3 separate regions of the Zea mays genome follow, and regions 2 and 3 are each linked to region 1. A link is a contact called in public Hi-C data. All regions are on one chromosome and are shown on one strand. Each heading gives the region's core, a stretch centred on a gene start, on an enhancer-like site or on the middle of the called end of the contact. The rest is flanking DNA. Distances are from core to core; before and after follow the strand shown. Region 1 holds the start of LOC100286305 (harpin-induced protein). Region 2 holds the start of LOC100286264 (Grx_A2 - glutaredoxin subgroup III). Region 3 holds the start of LOC100384722 (putative cytochrome P450 superfamily protein).

Region 1 (3,937 bases), core at 18-2,517:
TCAGCTACTACCATATGGACCCCAAGGCTCGCGCAATCAGCTACTGTGTCCAGCACCTAACCCTTCCTAACACCAGACACTACACATACATTAATGTTTAGAAATAAAAATAATTATATTAAAAATAGTGTAAAGCGAGCACTTGAATCAATTTGGTGCTAATAACTAGATCACGCGTACCTTAGTGTTTAAAAACAAACAATAATTATATTTGAATAAATATCTCAATACATATTTATATGATATATAAAAATCGCGAGCAAGCATACGATGTGATAATGTGAAGCAGGGAAATGCTCATGTGACACAAGTGTGTTTGGTTTGAGGTCAAAATAGGATGAGTCGGGGGCGACACCGTCCGCTCGATTTTTTGGGATCACGCCGCCCCCAAAAAATCACTCCGGTGTTCACCTCACCCCCGCTTGACTCCCAACCAAACACTATAGAAAACATGGCCGCCTCATTTTATCTTTTCTTGTACACTCAACCAAACGTACCCTAAGTGACGAACGTGCTGGCGGACAGTGGACCACAGTGCTTGCATTATGATTATGCATACGTACATGCATGACAACAGACGATGGAAGCAAAAGGCTTTGCATGGATGTTGCCCAATGCCCACGGACGGGAGCCTGCTTTGAATTCGTACTTTGCCACGTTCATTTAATCCTTGGCAAGGACCAGAAGACGGGAGGCAGGAGCACAGCACGAGATTAGTTCCTTCCTCCATTGATTTCATTTCATCATACATTCATACTCGGGCTCAACTACCCCCAGCCCCTTCGACACTGCGTATACTGTCTCAACACACATACATGTAACTGACTACTGAGCACGGCTACTGACGGATGACCAGGATCACATGCCTTGCTTGGAAGCCCCGAACAGCAAGCCTCGTTCTATCTGAGCCCCACACGAAGGACAATGGCATGGCGACTCTAGTATTGCTTCAAACGAACTGTTTCCAGAGCTGTTCATGTTTCGCACTGGCCTTTATTTTAGCTCACATTTTCTTTCCAAAAGGCAAGTTTCACCAAACCGTTTTTTTTTTTGCCACCGTCGACGACGTTCGAGTTGTACCAAAACCGCGTGTGTAATAATAAGTTGACAAGGCAAGGCATCGGCACCGAGTTGACTTGCCCAACCAAACCTGATGCGCTACTGCACTACTAGTGCAAGAAAATACTAGAGTGACTAACCTGCAAATTGCTCCTTGTTTAGCAATTTGTGTTGCTCCACCTCCAAGCAGAGAAAACAAAAGTTCCGGGGGAAAAAATTACGCGCTGCCAATCAGGTGAGGTGAGCAAAGGAGAGGAGGGTGGAGGAAGACGAAGAGGACAAGAAAAAAACGGCAGCGGCAGCGGCAGCGGCAGGAACAGCAACATCAAGCCAGCAACAAATATGATTTGGTGAGGTTGAAGTTGAACCATCCGTGAGGTGGCCCGTCCCTTTTCCCCTCAGCTTCTCCACCTCGCGCCTATAGATCCCTCTCCCCCATTACACCTCACCGCCAAGCTCACGGAGTAGCAGTGACACCGCAGCTTCCAAGAACCGCCCCCCGGCCTGCGGAGCAGAGCAGAGCAATGTCTTCCAACGGCAAGCCCACCCCGCAGCCCCCGGCGGGCGGCAACGGCCCGCCCAAGATGTACCAGCGGCCCATCTACCGGCCGCAGCAGGCGCCCGCCAAGCGGCGGCGCGGCGGGCGGTCCTGCCCGTTCAGCTGCTGCTGCTGCTTCTTCTGGACGGCGCTCGTCGTCCTGCTCCTCGCCTTCCTGGCCGCAGTGGCGGGCGGCGCCTTCTACCTGCTGTACCGCCCGCAGCGGCCCGCGTTCACGCTGACCGCGGCGCGCGTGACGAGGCTGAGCCTGTCGCCGTCCGCCACGGCGCCCGCGCTGAGCGACGCCATCGACGTGACGCTCACGGCCCGGAACCCCAACAGGAAGCTCGCCTACCTCTACGACGACTTCGCCGTGACGGCCGCCACGGCCGCCAACGCCGTCCCGCTGGGCGAGGCCTCCGCGCCCGGGTTCGCGCACGGCGCCGGCAACGTCACCGTCATCCGGGCCACCGTCTCCGCGTCCGCGCTCGCGGTCGACCCCGCCGCGGCCGCCTCCGACGTCAAGAGGTCCGGCGAGTTCACCATCGCTCTGGACCTGGAGACCAGGGCCGGCGTCAGGGTGGGCGCGCTCAAGACTAAGAAGATCGGCATCCTGGTGCACTGCGACGGCGTCAAGGTGGCCGCGCCCGCGCCCGCGCCCGCGGCGCCGGCCAAGAGCAAGAAGAAGCTTGCGAAGGCGGCGGTAGCGGCAGCGGTGGCGCCGGCGGCCGACGCCCCGGCACCCGCCGCCTCCGCGGCTGTCGACGACGCGCCGGCGCCGCCCGCCGCGGCCACCAGCGTCGCGCGCGTGTGCCAGGTCAGGATCCGGGTCAAGATCTGGAAGTGGACCTTCTAGTCACGTCGGCAGCCTCCGAGGGGCCGCATTGCAATTTTTTCGGGTATAAAATGGAAAATATGGCGTTGCTTTTCGCGTCGGATGAAGTTTCTCAACTGGAACCGAACCAAATACCGGTCGCTGTAATTTTTTTTTGTGCTTGAATTTTACCAAAAATTTGGCGGGGGAGGTCGAGAGGCAGGAAGTGACTTGCGTGCTCAAGCCAGTCAGAGGAGGCTATACATTTCTGTTCTGTAGTGTGAGGTTTTCTTTTTTGTTTTTGTTTTTTTTTGTAGTGCCGTTTCTTCATTTTCATTCATCTTGCTGTAGTACTGTGATCTTCTCTTTTTTGTTGTGTGTGGGTGCTGTGTGCTGAAGTAATCCAAGCTCTGTGGACTGTGGCCCTGGGTTATACCCAGTGCGTGAGCGTGACGTGACCTGTGGGAGAGGGAGACACATGCACCGACGTGGTTTTTCTAGAAGCACTAGTCACATCGTTATATACTACCTCAACCTTTTTTTTATTTGACGATAAATATTGTAAAATGAAATACAAAACGTCAAATAAAAATATATAGGAAGTATTATATTAAAAAAACAAACGCGGGCCAGGGTCAGCATGTTCTTTGGAGGCAATTTGCTTGGAATGCTCGGCATCCCTTGTTGACAGGGAGTGCACGGCGGCACTGGGGACGGGCGAGGCCAGTGAAAAGTCCACTTCGTAGATTAGCTGGATGCGGTTGATAGCCGACGGTGCCAACTTTTTTCTATTTTTTTAAATTTACTAAGAAAGGACGACGTTTTGTTAATTTGTATACGGCACACATATGTGCTGTTTCATATGGCTGGTTTGTTTTGCTCTCCTGTGTAAAAAATCTCTAGCATTTCGATACGGCGCCCTTACGGACGCTGCATGTTTCTCCGCTTCTTTTTTATTTATCATATTTTAGTTTAAAAATAAGCTAGTCAACGATAAATATTCGAGAACCTCCTGACTATAGTAGTGCCTATAGTAGCAGTTCGTGGTGACCAAATGTTTCAATACAAACACTATCGTCGTTTCGTATTCTGAGCTAATGTGTCTGGGTTCTTAGTGATACATCTGCAGTGGTTTCTATCGCCACGACTGGTTCCCGAACAGTACCGGTATTCCCAAGATATGGACGGAGAACTGGACTTGCTGGAAACTTTTCATGTTTTTTCCTCATGTTTTCTATTTTTTCCAGTAAATTAGTAATATTGCATATATATATATATATATATATATATATATATATATATATATATATATATATATATATATATATATATATATATCTACTATACTTAAAGCATCAGTTTCAACGGTCGTCATACGTCATCTTTTTGCAAAAAACCCCTTATACTTCTTTCAAATGAACCCGCCATCCAATCTTTCTCATCCCATCTCTAAATAACCTAAAACCGTCCTCGCCACAGCCGCCACCCTTCCTGTCACATCCAGCGTTGCCACCTCTGACCTCCCT
Region 2 (3,964 bases), core at 76-2,575, 160 kb after region 1:
ATCCAACGCTAGAACTGTGGGCCGGTCTCGCGTAGTACACGGGCGTAGTACAGTGTGGGATCCTGTGCACGGCCGCCCATCCATCGATGTGACCCAAAACCCACCTTCGCCCTCGATTCGGCGGCGCCCGTCGTTCGTCTCCCTCCCTCGCGCCAGTCGTCGCGACGCGGACGTGTAGCTGTAGCCCCGCGGGCCGCGGCTGCCCCAGATGCCCATCCGGCGGCGGCGGCGAGCAGAGATCGTCTCGTCCATGCAACACCGACGGTCCAGATCGGCCGAGGGAAAGAATGGAGGAGCAAGAGATCCCCATCGCCTTTGCCGCCGTCACGCGTCACCTCACCCCGGCCCCGGGGGCGCGGGGCGCCATTAGGATCGCGGTGACGACGTCGGCCTCCACTAATAAATAAGTGCATGCGTACACTGCACTAGACGTCGCCCTCGCCCCCCGGCCCGGCGCTAATTAAGCAAAGCTAGCCAGGGTTTTTGTATGTTATCTTCCGGGGTCCTCCGGGCATACAGTATAAGAATAATAATCGGCTTTAATTTGTCGCTACTATACACGCACGGCTGCACTGCACTGCAATTCAATCATGTGCCATAGTTTTATGCTAGCTAAACTACATCCACGCACCTTTCGATTTGAATCTCTGGAGTACAGTATTAGCAAAAACAAAAACAAAAAGAAAAACAGAAGCTTTGCTTGCTGGCTGCTCCTCCTGCACTGCCGTTTCCCCCCCTGTAGCTAGCGTAGCGTAGTAGTATGTACAGGTACAGCCAGCACATGGCATGCGACTGCGAATCTTCGCGAGTCCGGGCGCCCGGCACGCGGACCGACAGACAGACGGACGGAGCACCGGAGGAGCTCAGCTAGGCGCAGAGGGCGCCGAGCTCCCTGAGCCGGGGCACGAGGCGGCCGCTGAGGTGGAGCCCCATGAGGCCCTCGAGGCCACCGACGGGGTCGCCGCCCACGAAGAGCGCCGGGACGCCGCCGCCCTCGACCGCCGCCGCCAGCTCCTGCTCCTCCGCGGCGCCGGCGTCCAGCTCGATCACGGTGGCGTGCGCGCCCACCGCCGCCAGCAGCCGCCTCATCACGTGCGCCATGCAGCAGCCGCGCCGGGCGAAGATCACCACGGGGCTCTCGCGGACCAGCCGCCACACGCGCGCCGCGGGGGCCTCCTCCTCCCCGGCCGGGTCGATGGTCAGACCACGCCGGATGCCCACCGCCTGCATGCTGCTGCTGGTTACGGAGTACACTACTTATTAGCTACAGCGGGCCAAAAGGACCGGAAGGGAAAGGGACGACCTCGCCTGCCGGCTGCGGGGAGCGAGGAAAGGCGTCGCGTGCCCGCAGCACATATATAGCCGGGCACGGCACACCATCATATGCCCGCCGGGTGAGGGGAAGGTGACGTCAGGCGCGGGCTGTGACGAGGACGCGTGGGGCCGGAGGTTGCGTCACGTGGCCGGGACGGAAAGGGAGGCCAGCGCGGTGCCACGTCACCCCCCACGAAGCGGTGCCAGCCGGTCTAGTACTAGTCGAGTGGAGAGGTGGCGAAAGAAATCTGATTGCCTCACAATTGACCGAAATGGAGACAGACAGGCAATGCAACGCTGTACAGTACTTGCGCTGCTGCACCGCCGTCCTACGTCAGCACGACGGGAAAGCATGCGCCGTGGCGTCATCACCACGCACGCTGTCCCGTGGCGCCCGCTGACGTCGCTGTTGGTTGATTTGATTTTTGTCTCCGCTCCCGTCGTTCGCCGCCGCCGCCCGGTGCGGGGCACGGGGCACCGGCACCCCCAAGTCCCAACCAACAAGAGCCCAGCCGCCCAGCCCGAGGTGAGGACGTGGACGGCGCGGGTCGGCATCGTGTCGTGGCGTCGTGGGTGTCCGGCACGCGCGCGGTGTCCCCTTCCGGCCGTCCGATCCCGTGGGTGTCGGCTCGCGATCGTGGTGCCGCCCCTGCGTGTGACGGCGGTAGTGCACGTCGATCGGCTACAGGACACGGCTGCACGGGCCTGGCCACGGGTGTGTGTGGCCGGCGCCGCTGGTCGTCGGCAGCCGGAAACGAAGAAGGAAGCAAAGCAAAGCAAAGGCAGGTACGCACGCACGGCAGCAATACCGGCCAGCACCAGGACCGAGAATACTAGACTCCATCGGGATGGACGCGTGCCGACTACGTCAAGCAGGCCTGACCTTACGATGTGATTCACAGAGGTTCTCCACGGGCGATCGGACGGCAGACACGTACGTACGTACGTGCACCGTCCGGGACGGTAGCACTAGTTACGGTCACGGATTTGTTAACGGCAAGCACCAGCATGGTTTAGTAGATACAACGGCGAAGAAATTAAAGTATATACAAAAAAAAAAACAAGTGCGTTCATAGACTGCTGATGTATCTTTATTTGTTCGGCGTAACCCTGCTGGTACATGCGAATATGCGATGTATGAGATATCCGATTGCTCTCAATAGCGGTCGTGAGATTTTAGGGCCCCGGACAAGATCCAAAATAGAGGTCATTCTAAAAGGTATAAATCCAAGTGTTACTTTAAAATTTTGGTCTCTGTGAACTGTGATAAACTAAATAAATAAATAAAGCAAATGGCGTCGCTTCGTCTATATTATTATTATTATTATTATTATTATTATTATTATTATTATTATTATTATTATTATTATTATTATTATTATTATTAAAGCCCAATCAATCATGTGATGTGACGGTGAGAAGCAGTGGTGGGGGCCCATGACGCGCGCATCGGCACTGCCACTGCCCACAGCCCGCTGCAGCTAGCCGGTAGCAATTTGTTGCCGCCTCCACCATGGAGGCGCCGCGAAACTAATGGCCGTAGTTTTCTTATCCCGGCCGGGGGGGTCGACCGGCGGCGACGCATTTGCTGGCAAAACACGCGCTTTTTGGTGCTGATTTGCCGCACTAGCTAGCTGGCGTGAGCAGATAGAAAGATCCTTTTTCCGATTGATTGGACTCTTCGAGTGGTGCGGCAATACAATGCCGGTATATATAGTAGTATATGCGCCATTGTCGTCGTCAGCTTGCATTATTATTACTACCAGTAAGTATCATATTTATTTATATGTTTGGTATATATATATATATATATATATATATATATATATATATATATATATGTGCATGGCCCTCTTAGCTTGCTTGAATGTTCCACGGCTCGGCTGTCGCTGCTGCTTCTAGTGCTAGTGCTAGTGCTACAGCTGGCATCCGTGCGTGGTCCCGGGAATCCCATGAATCTTCCCCTGTCGAATACTACTACCGATCCATCAGCTGCACGAAAAAGATCGATGAACAGGCCCAAGTCAACGCCGCCTTGCCCCGGCTCTTTGTGTGTGGTGGTGTGGTCGTGCGGCAGCTTTTTTTGGTTGCTACTTCGACGCCACAAGCTCTGCAGTCTCCACTCTCCACCGTTGCATTCCAATTCCATTCACTCGAGATGGAAGGGGGGGAAAGAAAAAGAAATTAGGCTTGCCGTTTTGTGGGCCGGCTATCTTGCGGTGCGCTTGCGCTGGGCCTTAGAGGCTGCGTGCGGCCCAGCTAACAACACGATCGGCAGGGTTGTTAAAGTAGCCGTAGCCCATAGGGTCCGAGCCCGACGGAACGGAACGGCGTCGGCACCTCCTTGTGCACGGCTCCACGAGAAATCATGCAGCTCGGGCCTCGGGGAGAAGATCACATCTGCTTGAATTGTATCGACGCGTCTGTTAAGCTTTCTATTTTTTTTTAAAAAAAACACACATATCTGTTAAACCAGCAATTCAAAATAAACTACGATGACATCATTATATTACTTATAATGAACTTTTTAAAACAAGGCATATTTTGATGAAGAAGGTTATTTTTTTTCGAACGAAGATTCTGCATTCTCATTTCATTAAGGGACAATTGTGTTCGTGTCCCTGTCTACAAGTGTAACTGCGATTTCACC
Region 3 (3,929 bases), core at 280-2,779, 200 kb before region 1:
TCTCTAGCTCTTCCTACTGTCCTGGGCGAGCGCTTTGTTTGACAGCACAAGTGCAAGAAAGGATCCGAGTGGTCTCAACTGTACTAGGCTGCAGCTGCCAAGCACATTTTTTTTATTTCTGTGTGTGTGTGTGCGCGCGCGCGCGTGTGTTGGGGTGGCACCGGGGGTGTCGTCCAATGTCCACCTCCCACCGGGGCAGAGGCAACCGGGCATGTAATGAAGGCGCGCGCGTGGGGAATTGAATGGGGGAGAGGGTCACAGGAGAGAAGAAGAGCAGGTGGGCAGCAGCAGTGTGCAGTTCGCCCCAACTTCCCCCAATCCCATTCATTCATCTTTCTTTTTCTTCATTGAAAGATAGTAGTACAGTACTACCATACGGTCCATACCATACCATACCACCACACCGGCACACCCGCACGTACAGTACAGTCACACGGACGGACGCATGGAGACCAATAGTGTGTGGAGTGGAGCATGGCAACATGGCAAATTGGCATGGTGGAGTCTGGAGAGGAGAGCGACGGGGCCGCCGCCCCCACCCCCACCCCTCGGATAGCGGCTTCCATGTGGTGACACGGCAGCGCACGTGTGCACACCGGCCGCGCCCTTGGTCCGCGCGCCACCATGCCAACGCCTTGTAGGATGGCCTGAATGAAGCATGACGCTGTGCGGGTGCGGGCTGCAGAGAGGAGAGGAGTAGAGCGGCGTACGTAGTACGTACCGTCTTGGCGTGGTCCTGGATGCGGAGCGGCGGCGCGGAGGCGCACCGAACCTTCCAGGCGGCGAGCGCGGGCGCGAGGCGGCGCTGCATGTCGGCGGTGACCTGCGCCTTGAGCTGCGGCGACTTGAAGAAGGCGCCGACGAGGCCGTGCACGCGCCGCTGCAGGCTGCCGTTGATGAGCAGGATGGAGGACTCGCCCATGAGCTCCGTCAGCGACCGCGGGTACCAGGGCACGAAGGCGCGCGCGTCGCTGTGCAGCACGAACCGGCTCACCTCCGCGTCCGACGTCACCACCGTCGCCGAGCCGAACAGGTGCGACCGGAACACCGCGCTCCCGTGCCTGCGCGCCAAACCCACCGGTCATGCGGCGCCATGCCACGACGCACGTGCGTACGGTACGTGCAGCAAGCGAGCAAGTGCCCTGTGTGTGTGTGATTGTGTGACGACTGACGACTTACAGCAGGCGGCGCTTGTCGACGAAGGCCTCCGGGCGGGAGGAGTAGGCGCAGGACACGAAGTCCAGCGTCTCGCCCACCAGCGGCCACCCGAAGCTGCCGGGCGGGAGCCGGGCCGCCCGCTCCTTGTCCTTGCTCCCTCCGGCGGCCCGCCTGCGTGACAGAAGCACCCACAGGCAGACGACCGCCGCAACAAGCAGCACGGCGGCGCGCGCCGGCTCCGGCGGCCACGGAACCAGCTGCAGGGTGGTGGTCGACATGGCTGGCTCTGTCTCTGTTTCTGTCCCTGTGCGCGTTTGCACCCACCGAGGCGCGCGAGCAGTGAGCGAGTTATATGGAAGCAGAGGCTGCGCGAGGACGAGGACGAGGGTCGGAGGAGAGGCACCGCAGACGCCACTTATATGTAGCGTGGTCGTGGCGTCAATGGAAGCATGGAATCGAATCGGCAAGTGCAGAAAGTACACTACATACTACAGGCGAGGAGAGAGGGAGAGACGACAGGCACAGCCGCACAGAGTAGAGAAGTGGTGGAGAGCCGGATTTAATAATTTTCAAAAGATATATTAATTATATAATGTACATACATTATCCTATACTGTACTAATATAATATATATAATAAGAATTCATTTCAAATTGGTGGTAGCAGGAGGACGGATACTGCTTAGTACTTATTTTCTTTCCCCGACACATGGACAGGAATTTTAAAAATGAGTTATGTATAGTCCCGACGCCTAGTTGATTGTGTGTCGTGGCAGGGGCAGCCGGTCACCGTTGTTTTGTGGATGAGGGGAGTGAGGTGAGACCGTGAGAGTGACATTGTGACAGTGATGGCCGGTGCTTACTGCTCTGCTCAGCTCAAGTGCCCAACCCCCTAGTGCGACTGCACGAGAGCGAGCCCACACCCATAAAAAAAGGGTCAATTAGAAACATGACACTTAACTTTTTCAAAATTAAATAGCTTGGCATCCAAATAAACTAGCTATCGAATTTTGTAAAAGTTGAGTAATATGTATATAATTATTTCTATAAAAAAAAGGGGCCATCACAAGGACGCCTCTCTTCTTTATTTGATGATCATGACATTGACCAATGCTGGAAAATTTCATAGAAACAGTACTGCCACGGTATCCATGTCCTCACGAGGGCGTACTTGGAAGCAAATGATTTGAATAGTAAGTAATTCTAGCCCCTTAATCTCCTTCAATTCTCTTGCTTCAAAACAAGTCACGGATGGATATTGGTATTTGAAAACTGAAAAGTGTTCGAGAAAAGGAGGTGAAATTCACGAATACTACTACTAGCTGACTAATGGAGGTGTGTGTGTGTGTGTGTGTGTTTTTTTTTTTTTTTTTGAAAGAGGGACGCCTCGGATGTCGGATAGTGGTGGTCAATCCAGTGCGGTGCGGTGCAGGGATGGGGAATTTTGTCGCCGGGACATGAGACCAACAACAGCAGCAGCTCCTTGAATAGAGTGATGGAGCCTGGGCTAAGCTGTGCTGTGCAGCCTGTAGGAGTACATCAGCCACCAAAAAAAAAGATTCCCGAGTGGTGAGCACTGTACGTACGTGCTCGACTGCTCGTAGTCAAGCGTGGTAGCTCTCCTAGCTAGTCCCTAGACGGCAAAGGAGTACGCACAGAGCTAGGCCTCCCTCAGTGGCAGCAGCCCCCCTTACACGTACTACAGCGCCAGTACGTACTACGTAGTACTATACGTACGACAAATCTGCGCGCACGTTCGGTCTTGAGAAGTCTCGCGGATGCAGCCAGGGCCTATCCCTCCCGATCGGTCCCTTTTCTTCTCGTTTCAATTTCTCTTCCTTCTTTTGTTTAGCAACGAATAAAGATAAACACCGGATGAGAACACTGATCTCTCTCTCTCTCTGGACCTAAAATACTCCATGCCGAAGCCATCACATACAGCTCCATGCCGAAGCCGAAAGCCCGAAACGAAGGAATGATGCGCAGTCATCATCATGGGGTAGTCGGCTGGCAAGTGGCAACTAGGACTCTAGGAGGGGTCTAAATTTGATTGAGACGGTATTGCATTAGAGGCATATGTACATTATAATCAGGAAGGAAAGCAGGCGAGTATACGGCCCCATGAAGAATCAAATGCAATGAGAACAGCGAGATCAAAGAAAATATAGGCAAGGCAAATCATTACGCCCCCTTTCGGCTGGATAATATAGGTTTCTGCAAGACGAAGACGGTCCTGTGGTCAGTCGACTCTACCGCTTTTGGACGCGCCTAGTTCCGCGGTCCACAAAACCACAACGAAGAAAGCGAGCTCGGCTCGAGCACTTCCCCCCTCCTCTCTGCAGCCTGCAGGCTCCCGGCAGCAGAGAACAAGCGCGAACGGAAGCGGGCCAATCACCACCAATAATCCCCCGGCCGGACACAGCTACAGCGCGTCGCGTCCTAAGGGCTGAGGGCCTCCTTGGCCGTTGCCACGCGGGTCAGGCGGCCAGTCCGCGTCGGCACTCGCCCCGCACACGCCCTCTGCTGTCAGTGGCGGCTCCTCTCCCGGGCACGGACAGCTACCGTGTTCGCTTCCCGTTTGCCTGTACCCAGGGTGGTACGCCGCCGTACGTACCTACTCCTACTGCTCACTGGCAAGCGATCGTTCGTCGTCCGTCCCCCTTCCGCTGTCTCTGCTGCGGCATCGTCTGAAGCGGAGTCGTGTCGAACGGGCAGTGGAAAGAGGAGGGGGGCACAGGGTACTTGAGTACTAGTGCTACTCCCTATCGTCGT

Evidence for each region. Hi-C and Micro-C count contacts between places; a contact is called where the count stands out from the background.
Region 2: a Hi-C map of endosperm shows a contact between it and region 1, with 2.6 times the contacts expected there. The contact joins the promoter of LOC100286264 here to the promoter of LOC100286305 in region 1. A contact is called at or near these places in 4 of 25 Hi-C or Micro-C datasets (ear, endosperm, leaf and 1 more).
Region 3: a contact with region 1 is called in a Hi-C map of tassel, with 1.8 times the contacts expected there. The contact joins the promoter of LOC100384722 here to the promoter of LOC100286305 in region 1. A contact is called at or near these places in 2 of 25 Hi-C or Micro-C datasets (bundle sheath and tassel).

What each region holds. Positions count from the first base shown.
Region 1 is chr3:5,733,274-5,737,210 of Zm-B73-REFERENCE-NAM-5.0, forward strand. It overlaps LOC100286305 (harpin-induced protein), which reads left to right and starts at 1,268. Exons shown (of 1, transcript NM_001159192.2): 1 at 1,268-2,579. The coding sequence starts at 1,584. The coding sequence ends at 2,453.
Region 2 is chr3:5,896,579-5,900,542 of Zm-B73-REFERENCE-NAM-5.0, forward strand. LOC100286264 (Grx_A2 - glutaredoxin subgroup III) reads right to left here and starts at 1,326. Exons shown (of 1, transcript NM_001159151.2): 1 at 526-1,326. The coding sequence starts at 1,230. The coding sequence ends at 868.
Region 3 is chr3:5,528,899-5,532,827 of Zm-B73-REFERENCE-NAM-5.0, forward strand. LOC100384722 (putative cytochrome P450 superfamily protein) reads right to left here and starts at 1,530. Exons shown (of 8, transcript NM_001177193.1): 1 at 1,180-1,530; 2 at 722-1,061. The coding sequence starts at 1,436.